2 separate regions of the Oryctolagus cuniculus genome follow, and region 2 is linked to region 1. The links are chromatin contacts, called in public Hi-C maps. All regions are on one chromosome and are shown on one strand. Each heading gives the region's core, a stretch centred on a gene start, on an enhancer-like site or on the middle of the called end of the contact. The rest is flanking DNA. Distances are from core to core; before and after follow the strand shown. Region 1 has its middle 42 kb from the start of DIRAS3. Region 2 has its middle 35 kb from the start of GNG12.

Evidence for each region. Hi-C and Micro-C count contacts between places; a contact is called where the count stands out from the background.
Region 2: a contact with region 1 is called in a Hi-C map of embryonic fibroblasts, with 5 times the contacts expected there. The contact joins two enhancer-like sites. A contact is called at or near these places in 3 of 6 Hi-C or Micro-C datasets (ear pinna, embryonic fibroblasts and skin fibroblasts).

The regions. Positions count from the first base shown.
Region 1 is chr7:104,481,437-104,485,416 of mOryCun1.1, reverse strand. No RefSeq gene overlaps it. Among named protein-coding and RNA genes, the nearest start is that of DIRAS3, 42 kb to the left of the region's middle. Within about 2 kb of position 2,251, at least 2 of the 8 cell types and tissues checked have an H3K27ac peak or open chromatin away from gene starts, as enhancers often do.
Region 2 is chr7:104,678,476-104,682,455 of mOryCun1.1, reverse strand. No RefSeq gene overlaps it. Among named protein-coding and RNA genes, the nearest start is that of GNG12, 35 kb to the left of the region's middle. Within about 2 kb of position 1,630, at least 1 of the 8 cell types and tissues checked has an H3K27ac peak or open chromatin away from gene starts, as enhancers often do.

The DNA of each region.
Region 1 (3,980 bases), core at 1,002-3,501:
ACAGAAATGAAATCACTGAAGCCATATTGTAGAAGACATTGTATGACCTTGGAAAGACTTTCTAAATATAGTGTATCATGAAAAAGGTAGGTACACGACACTGAACAGAAATTAATTTTCTAGGGATAATAGAATGCTAATTTAAGTACAGAAGGCATATAAGGGTACTTCAAAAAGTCCATGGAAAATTGAACTAATGATAAGTTCATTTGGAGGCAAAAAATGTTGAGATCAACACATGCGAGGAGTCTTTTAAAAAGTTTACAAAAATGCATATTATCGACAAATTATGGATGGATTTCAGCAGTTTTCTGCACCAAAATAAATTTATATTTTCATTTTATTTTCCACAGACTTTTGAAGTTCCCTTGCATGCACATTGACACACTGGTATTTTAACAGTATTTATCTTTGGGTGGTGCCATGGTGAACATTTTCCATTTTTTTCTTTGTTGTTTTGTGTATTTGGCCAAGTTTTTACAGTGAAACTGCTTTGTTTCTTAGATGAGATCAAAACCAAGTAGCTGAGGCCATAAGTGTGCCATGGTACTCTCCAAGCTGGCCCTTGCTCCCGTGGCCACCGCCCAGGAGCCCAGGACTGAGAATGGCTGGCTACCCCTCCAGGCTCTGTCTGCCCCAGGGAGTAAATTCTTTTTTCAAAAAGAGATCTATTTATTTATTTGAAAAGCAGAATTACAGAAAGAGGGAGATGGTGAGAGGCAGATAGATCTTCCATCCATTGGTTCACTCCCCAAATGGCTGCAACAGCCTGGGTGGCGAAGGCCAGGAGCCAGGAGCTTCTTCCAGGTCTCCCAGGTGGGTTCAGGGACCCAAGTACCTGGGCCATCTTCCCAGGCACCTTAGTAGGGAGCTGGATTGGAAGTGGAGCAGCCGGGGCTCCTATGGGATGCCTGCGAGCAGGCTGGCTTAACTCGCAGGACTACAATACTGGAACCAGGGGGGACAATTCCGCAGCTTATCAGAAGGGGCCCCAGCACACCCTCCGCCCCCCACGCTGTGCTTCCTGGGATCACCTTCCAAACTCCTTGCCCAGAAATCCTTGTCTCCGAGCCTGTGTCCAGGAGGAGCCCAGACCAGGAAGCACCCCTGCAGAGGACCACAGCTCTGTCACACTTTCCACAAACCGGGAGATCATCTTCCAGAGCGTTTTCTCAGATCAGCAGAGCCTTGCCCTGAGCGGCCAGCGTTCGGGCAGTGCGTGAGCAAAGGCAGCCAAGCCTCGCGCAGTGCAGAGCTCACAGCGTGGCCGCTCCGGTGCATGGTTCACTTCCTGCCTCTCGGTGTCTCTGCAGGGAAGACAGAGCCTGATTGGCTGGGAAAGACCACCCCGACTAAAGTCCTCCGGACAGAAGGAGTTTCTGGACACAGGCAAGAATTGGAGCCCGCCGTGGGCTCCGTGGAGCTGGGGAGTCCGTGGGTGTGCGTGACCCATTCCCACTGCCACACCCCAGGCCGCCGAACCCGCCCATCTCACTATAGGATGTCTTTTATGATTCTGAGAATTGGAGTGGTGAGGTTGTGAGAATTCACCTAGTTCAAGGCGGTAGGGGAGGTAACTGCTCTGAGGGTCCTGGAGCGAGAGTTGGAAGCAAACTCAAGTCCATCCCTCGCTCAAAAGCAAGAATAATGATGCAGCGACTACAAATCCCCAGAGTCTAACGTCTGGGTTTTGTCTTGAAGGTTTGTGTGCAGTGACAGTTGTGATTCTCCTTTCGGCCAGCAGAGGGCAGACTCTTGCCATCGATGGAGGTGAATTGCGGACCCAAGTGTTTCGGGACTGGAATAACATCTCCCAGTGAGGTCATTTGGCTCTAATGAAAGTGCAGCTCAAAATAACTCTTGACTCTTCTGCTGCAAATATGCTAGTAATAAGACCGTGAGGTTTGGCGACTGAAGTTCTTCTCCTTTTAGCTCCTGCCCTGCCACATCCACATATAACCCTGGACCGGTCACTGCACTCTGTGACTGAGAGGAGGTGATGTTAGGGGCCAAAGGAGAGGATTAAAGTCCTGTGCTGCAACAAACACAGACAGTAAAGAGTGTAACAGGAGTGGGGTGTGTGTGTGTGTGTGTGTGTATGTGTGTGTGTGTGAAGGAGCAAATAAACAAAGCAGTAAGATCCAAGGCAAGGCAGCATTTTTTGATGCCGAGCAAATAAATGTGGGGGCTTCATAAAGTTCATGGGGAAAATGACATTAAAGAATTATTAAAAGATTTATTTCGGTGGAAACGATTTTGAAATCCATGCCTAGTTTTTTCATAACAGGTGTTTTCATAAACTTTTCGAAGATCACTGGTTTAAATGGACTTCAAAATTGTTTCCACCAAAATAAACGTATCGTTTAATTCTGTTTTCCACAAACCTTTGGAAGTATGCTCATGTATTTGTGGATTTTGCAGCAAAGGAAAACAATCCATTTTGTATTTAGAAAGGACTTAACTGCTTTTATTTTTTTAAGAATTATTTTGTTTATTTGAAAGAGTTACAGAGGGAGGTAGAGCCAGAGAGAGAGAGAGGTCTTCCATTCCGCTGGTTCACTCCCCAAATGACCGCAACAGCCAGAGCTGAGCCGATCTGAAGCCAGGAGCCAGGAGCTTCTTCCAGGTCTCCCATGCGGGCGTAAGAGGCCCAAGGAGTTGGGCCATCCTCCACTGCTTTCTCCGGCCATAGCAGAGAGCTGGATTGGAAGAGGAGCCGCCGGATTTAAGCCAGCGCCTATATTGGATGCGTGCACCGCAGCCTGGGGCTTTAACCCACTGTGCCCAGCGCCAACCCTGGACTTAACGAAGTCTTACTTATGTCTCAAGCTATGTTTGTTTTAAAGGTTAGATGTGCTTTACCTATTGCAGTTGTGCTTGAGAAAAATTTAATGTAACAAGGAAGCATGGAAAGTCCTACAGTTAAGTAAAAATATTTCTGGAAGCTGTAGGAATGTATTGTGTTAAATTTTAAAACACTGAATGTTTTATGAAGCTGGCACTGTGGTGCAGTAGGCTAAAACCCGGGTCCTGGCTGCTTCTCTTCTGATCCACTCTCTGCTTAGGGTCTGGAAAAGTAGTGGCAGTTGTCCCAAGTGTTTGGGCCCTGGCATCTAGGTGGGAGACCCAGAAGAAGCTCCTGGGTCCTGGCTTCAGATTGGCCCAGCTCTGGCCATTGTGGCCATTTGGGGAGTGAACCAGCAAATGGAAGACCTCTCTCTCTGTCTCCCTCTCTCTGTCTGTAGCTCTGCCTGTCAAATAAATAAATAAATAAAATCTTTTTAAAAACACTCATAATGTTTTGGTGGTTACATAGTCGTAAGGAGATGTGGATTTTTTTGTGTTAAGATATGGAAATGTTGGGCCGGCGCCGTGGCTCAATAGGCTAATCCTCCACCTTGCGGCGCCGGCACACCGGGTTCTAGTCCCGGTTGGGGCGCCGGATTCTGTCCCGGTCGCCCCTCTTCCAGGCCAGCTCTCTGCTATGGCCAGGGAGTGCAGTGGAGGATGGCCCAGGTGCTTGGGCCCTGCACCCCATGGGAGACCAGGAAAAGCACCTGGCTCCTGGCTCCTGCCAGGATCAGCGCGGTGCGCCGGCTGCAGCGGCGGCCATTGGAGGGTGAACCAACGGCAAAGGAAGACCTTTCTCTCTCTGTCTCTCTCTCTCACTGTCCACTCTGCCTGTCAAAAAAAAAAAAAAAAAAAAAAAAGATATGGAAATGTTTAAGAATCCTGCTTTATTGTCTTAGGATATCAAGCCCTAGCATGAGAAGTAGAACAACACTGCTGTCTGAGAATCACGCTGAGGGACAATGAGACACTAGAATGCACTGGACAGGGAGGCAGTAATGACAGGACTTTCTGGAAATCATGTCTGATTGAGGAATTGAGGAAATGAGGTGCCAAGTCTGGGAAAGAGAAAACCCACGTGGGACAGGACCTGCTGGAAGGGGATCAGTACGAAAGCACTCAAATCACGG
Region 2 (3,980 bases), core at 381-2,880, 200 kb before region 1:
TGCGGTGATTCAGACTAGGAGGTAAGGAGATGGGTGTGGACAAATCCAGAATACCTTTTGCATTTGTGACTGTTGAGGCTTGCCTATGGACTGGATAAGTGGGAGAAGGCAAAGAGAGTGACTTCTTTCTTGTTGGCTTGATCCACTCAGTGGTTTGCTACTGTTTGTTAAGATGAGGAGACTTAAAGTGATTGTTGCACACATCTAATACTCTCATGTGCATCTTTGGCTTATGAAGTGTCCAGGGCAATTTATTCTTGCATGAAATGGCACAGAACAGCTATGCTTTTAAACATCTGTTTCAGGACTGGCATTGTGGTACAGCAGGTTAAGTCACCACCTGTGATGCTGGCATCCCATATCTTGAAGCACCTGTTTGAGTTGTGGCTGCTCCACTTCCATAGCTTCCTGCTAATGCACCTGGGCAAGCAGTCAAAGATGGCCCAGCTGCTTGGGCTCCTGCCACTGATGTGGGAATTCCAGGTGGAGTTCCTGGCTCCTACCTTCGACCAGTTATAGTCATCTGGAAGAGTGAACCAGCAGATGGAAAATCTCTTTTTCTCTCTCTCTGTCACTCTGCCTCTCAAATAAATAAAAATAATTTCGTATTAAAAACCTTTTATTAATAATTTTATACTGCCAGGGCCGGTGCTATGGCATAGTGGGTTAAAGCCCAAGCCTGTAGTGCTAGTATCCCATGTAGGTGCTGGTTCTAGCCCTGGCTGCTCCACTTCCGATCCAGCTCTCTGCTGTGGCCTGGGAAAGCAGTAGAAGATGGCTCAAGTCCTTGGGTTCCTGCACCCACGTGGGAGACCTGGCAGAAGATCCTGGCTCCTGGCTTCGGATTGGCACAGCTCCGGCCGTTGCAGCCAGTTGGGGAGTGAACCAGCAGATGGAAGACCTCTCTCTCTGTCTCTACCTCTTTGTAACTCTCTCAAAGAAATAAAATAAAATAAATCTGCCTTTTAAAAACAGTATTCCTACCAGTGACTATTTCCCCTTTCTCATGAAACGTCTCATGGGCTAGGAAATGAAGTACAAATATTTGTTAAAGTTATAGAGTGAACAGGAGCTGAATGGAGGAGTGAAGCCTTTTTTGTGAGTAAAAGGTAAGCGTTCTGTTTCACGGGCTTTCTGGCAAGTGTTGCTAAGAAGCCTTTCTAGTTCACTGTCCTTGTGAAAGTGTCTGAGGACAGGATGTCCGGTACATAGGGGTCCCTATACTTTATTCTGCGGGTCTCTCTGAGGTACCTGCCTTCTCTCCACCAACAGCTGAGCCCTCTTGAACTCCGTCAGGAGCTTTGGCCCAACTCCATTGTGTCATGCTCACTGCTGGTTAAAAACCTGATTCTTTGCCCCAATTGTGGTGCCAGCATTCTATCCCGGCTGCTGCGATTTCTGTCTCCCACAGGTACCCTCTGCCTGTCGGTGTGTCTCTTTCTCATTGTGCTGAGTGCCTGCCTTGTTAAACCAGAGCTGTTACTAATTTTTCCTTTTCAATCCTTAGTCATGTTGGGGCAGGCATTTCATTCCTGAACCAAAGTCTGGCAACAGGGATTGTATTATGATGACAGAGATTGTGTTATGATGACTAATGCTGCTGTTACTTCTAGTAATAGAACTACCAGCTAGCAATGGCCGAGCACTGATTATGTGCCAGGTACTGTGGTAAATATACCATACACATGACCACACTTAATTCAGACAGCAATCGGTGAGTTAGGCATTTTTTTTTAAAGATTTATTTATTTGAAAGGCAGAGTTAGAGAGAGGGAGGGAGAGAGAGAGATCTTCCATCTGCTGGTTTACTCCCTAAATGGCTGCAATGACTGGGGATGGGCCAGGCCAAAGCCAGGAGCCAGGAGCTTCGTCTGGGTCTCCACATGAGTGCAGGGGCCCAGGGACTTAGGCCATCTTCCTCTGCTTTCTCAGGCCCATTAGCAGGGAACTGGGTTGGAAGTGGAGCAGCAAGGACTCGAACCGACGCCCACATGGGAGGCTGGTGTTATAAGCTGCGGCTTCATCCTCTCCACCACAGAGCCTGCCTGGAGCTGGGCATTATTAACCAACTTTTAGACGTGATGAAACTGAAGCACAGACAGGGTAGGTAACAGAGCTAGCTGGTGAGTGATGGAAGCGGCGCACGACCCAGGGTAACTGAAAAGGCCCTGGCTTTCACCATGACCCTTTCACCACCTACCAGAGGCTGATACACACAAATGACACCCTGACTTGCTTGATCTGGGAATAATTTCCCTCACTGCCCCTTAGTTGATGTCCCTCCATGGTGGACTCAGATCTGCGCCCTTCACTGTCACGTGCCCACTTCATTAGATATGCTGTACAGCCAGAAGCCTGTTGTATGTGTGTGTGTTGGGAATGATGTTTTCATTTAGCTCCAAACTTTATAAATAGTAAGACGGCAGCTAATAGTTGAAGAGTGCACTGGTTAGCCAGCCGCCTGAAGTAGGTATTATTGTTTCTATTTTAGCAACAAGATAAAGGTACACACCACTTGTAATTTGCTCAAGATCACGTAGCTGTTTTATGATGAGTCCTGGATTGACTTCAGTGTAGCCTCTAATTAATTTCTGAGAACTGTCTCCCAAATGGTTCTAGCTCTGGAACTACTAGGCTTCCTATTTTATACGCAGTTTTCTGTTGCTATTTTATTTTCTGATGAATAAATGTCTCCATGTGAGTTCTTATGGTAAGTGAAGTTTTTAGATAAAATTCTCTAGTCCACCTCCTTGAAGCAGTATAATTGATAAATCATTTTTGTTCATCTCATTTTAGAACACAGTTAATCTTTTTCTTATTATAGAGTTGCACTTTTGAGTGTTTGTTTTGATTCATGCCTTGGAATATTTTTTAAATTTGAATATATCACTGTCTTAAAAAATGGGGGATTTTTCTTAATAAAATTGAGTAATGCAATTGCTTTGATAAAACTGCTCAATTATTCTGAAATAAACAAAATGTGTGACATGTAATACATCATCGAACAACTTAGCCACACAAGTGCTCAAAAGCAAGAGAAAAAAATTATGAAAGCCAATTTAGTGGAAAGCCTGGAAGAGTTTTGGAAATTAAAAAAAAAAAATCCTTCAGCAACATTCTGAGCTGCCTTGTGTCTGGAAGAGCCATGCCCCCTTCAGAGGTGTCACTGGCTAAGGGGCAGCTTTAGATTCTCTAACTGGTCATGTTTTATGTTGGGCATGCAGAGCTTAATTATAAAACAACAAAACAACAACAACAACAACCCTTGTTTCAAGGAACTTGAAGTCTAGTGGGAGAGACAGCTATTGCAAATAAATACGTAGCAAGGTTGTATGGATTTCAATTTTTTATGCCAAAATAAACCTATCTTTTAATTCCAATTCCTATGAACTTTATAAAGTCTTGTATCTTTATTAGAGGGTTACCCCTTGATCCTCGAACCCACTTTTTGTGTACAGCCAGCTGAAGGTGCCTAAGAATTATTATTCTCTTTGGGGATAGCCTTAAATTAATGTACAAATTCTCCACCTCCATCACTCCTTGATCAGGACAATTTTGAAATGTGTACTTGGCACTATTTTCCAGGGTATCCATGCAGGATTAAGTTCTAACTGCCTAGTTTTTTTTTTTTAAGATTTATTTTATTTATTTGAAAGAGTTACAGAGAGGGGTAAAGACAGAGAGAGAGAAAGGTCTTCCTTCCTTCCGTTGGTTCACTTCCCAATTGGCTGCAATGGCCAGAGCTGCACCGATCTGAAGCCAGGAGCCAGGAGCTTCCTCCAGGTTTCCCACACCGGTGCAGGGGCCCAAGGACTTGGACCATCCTCTACTGCTTTCCCAGGCCACGGCAGAGAGCTGGATCGAAGAGGAGCAGCTGGGACTAGAACTGGCGCCCATATGGGATGCTGGCGCTTCAGGCCAGGGCTTTAACCCACTGCGCCACAGTGCTGGCCCCCCAACTGCCTAGTTTTTAATCTCAC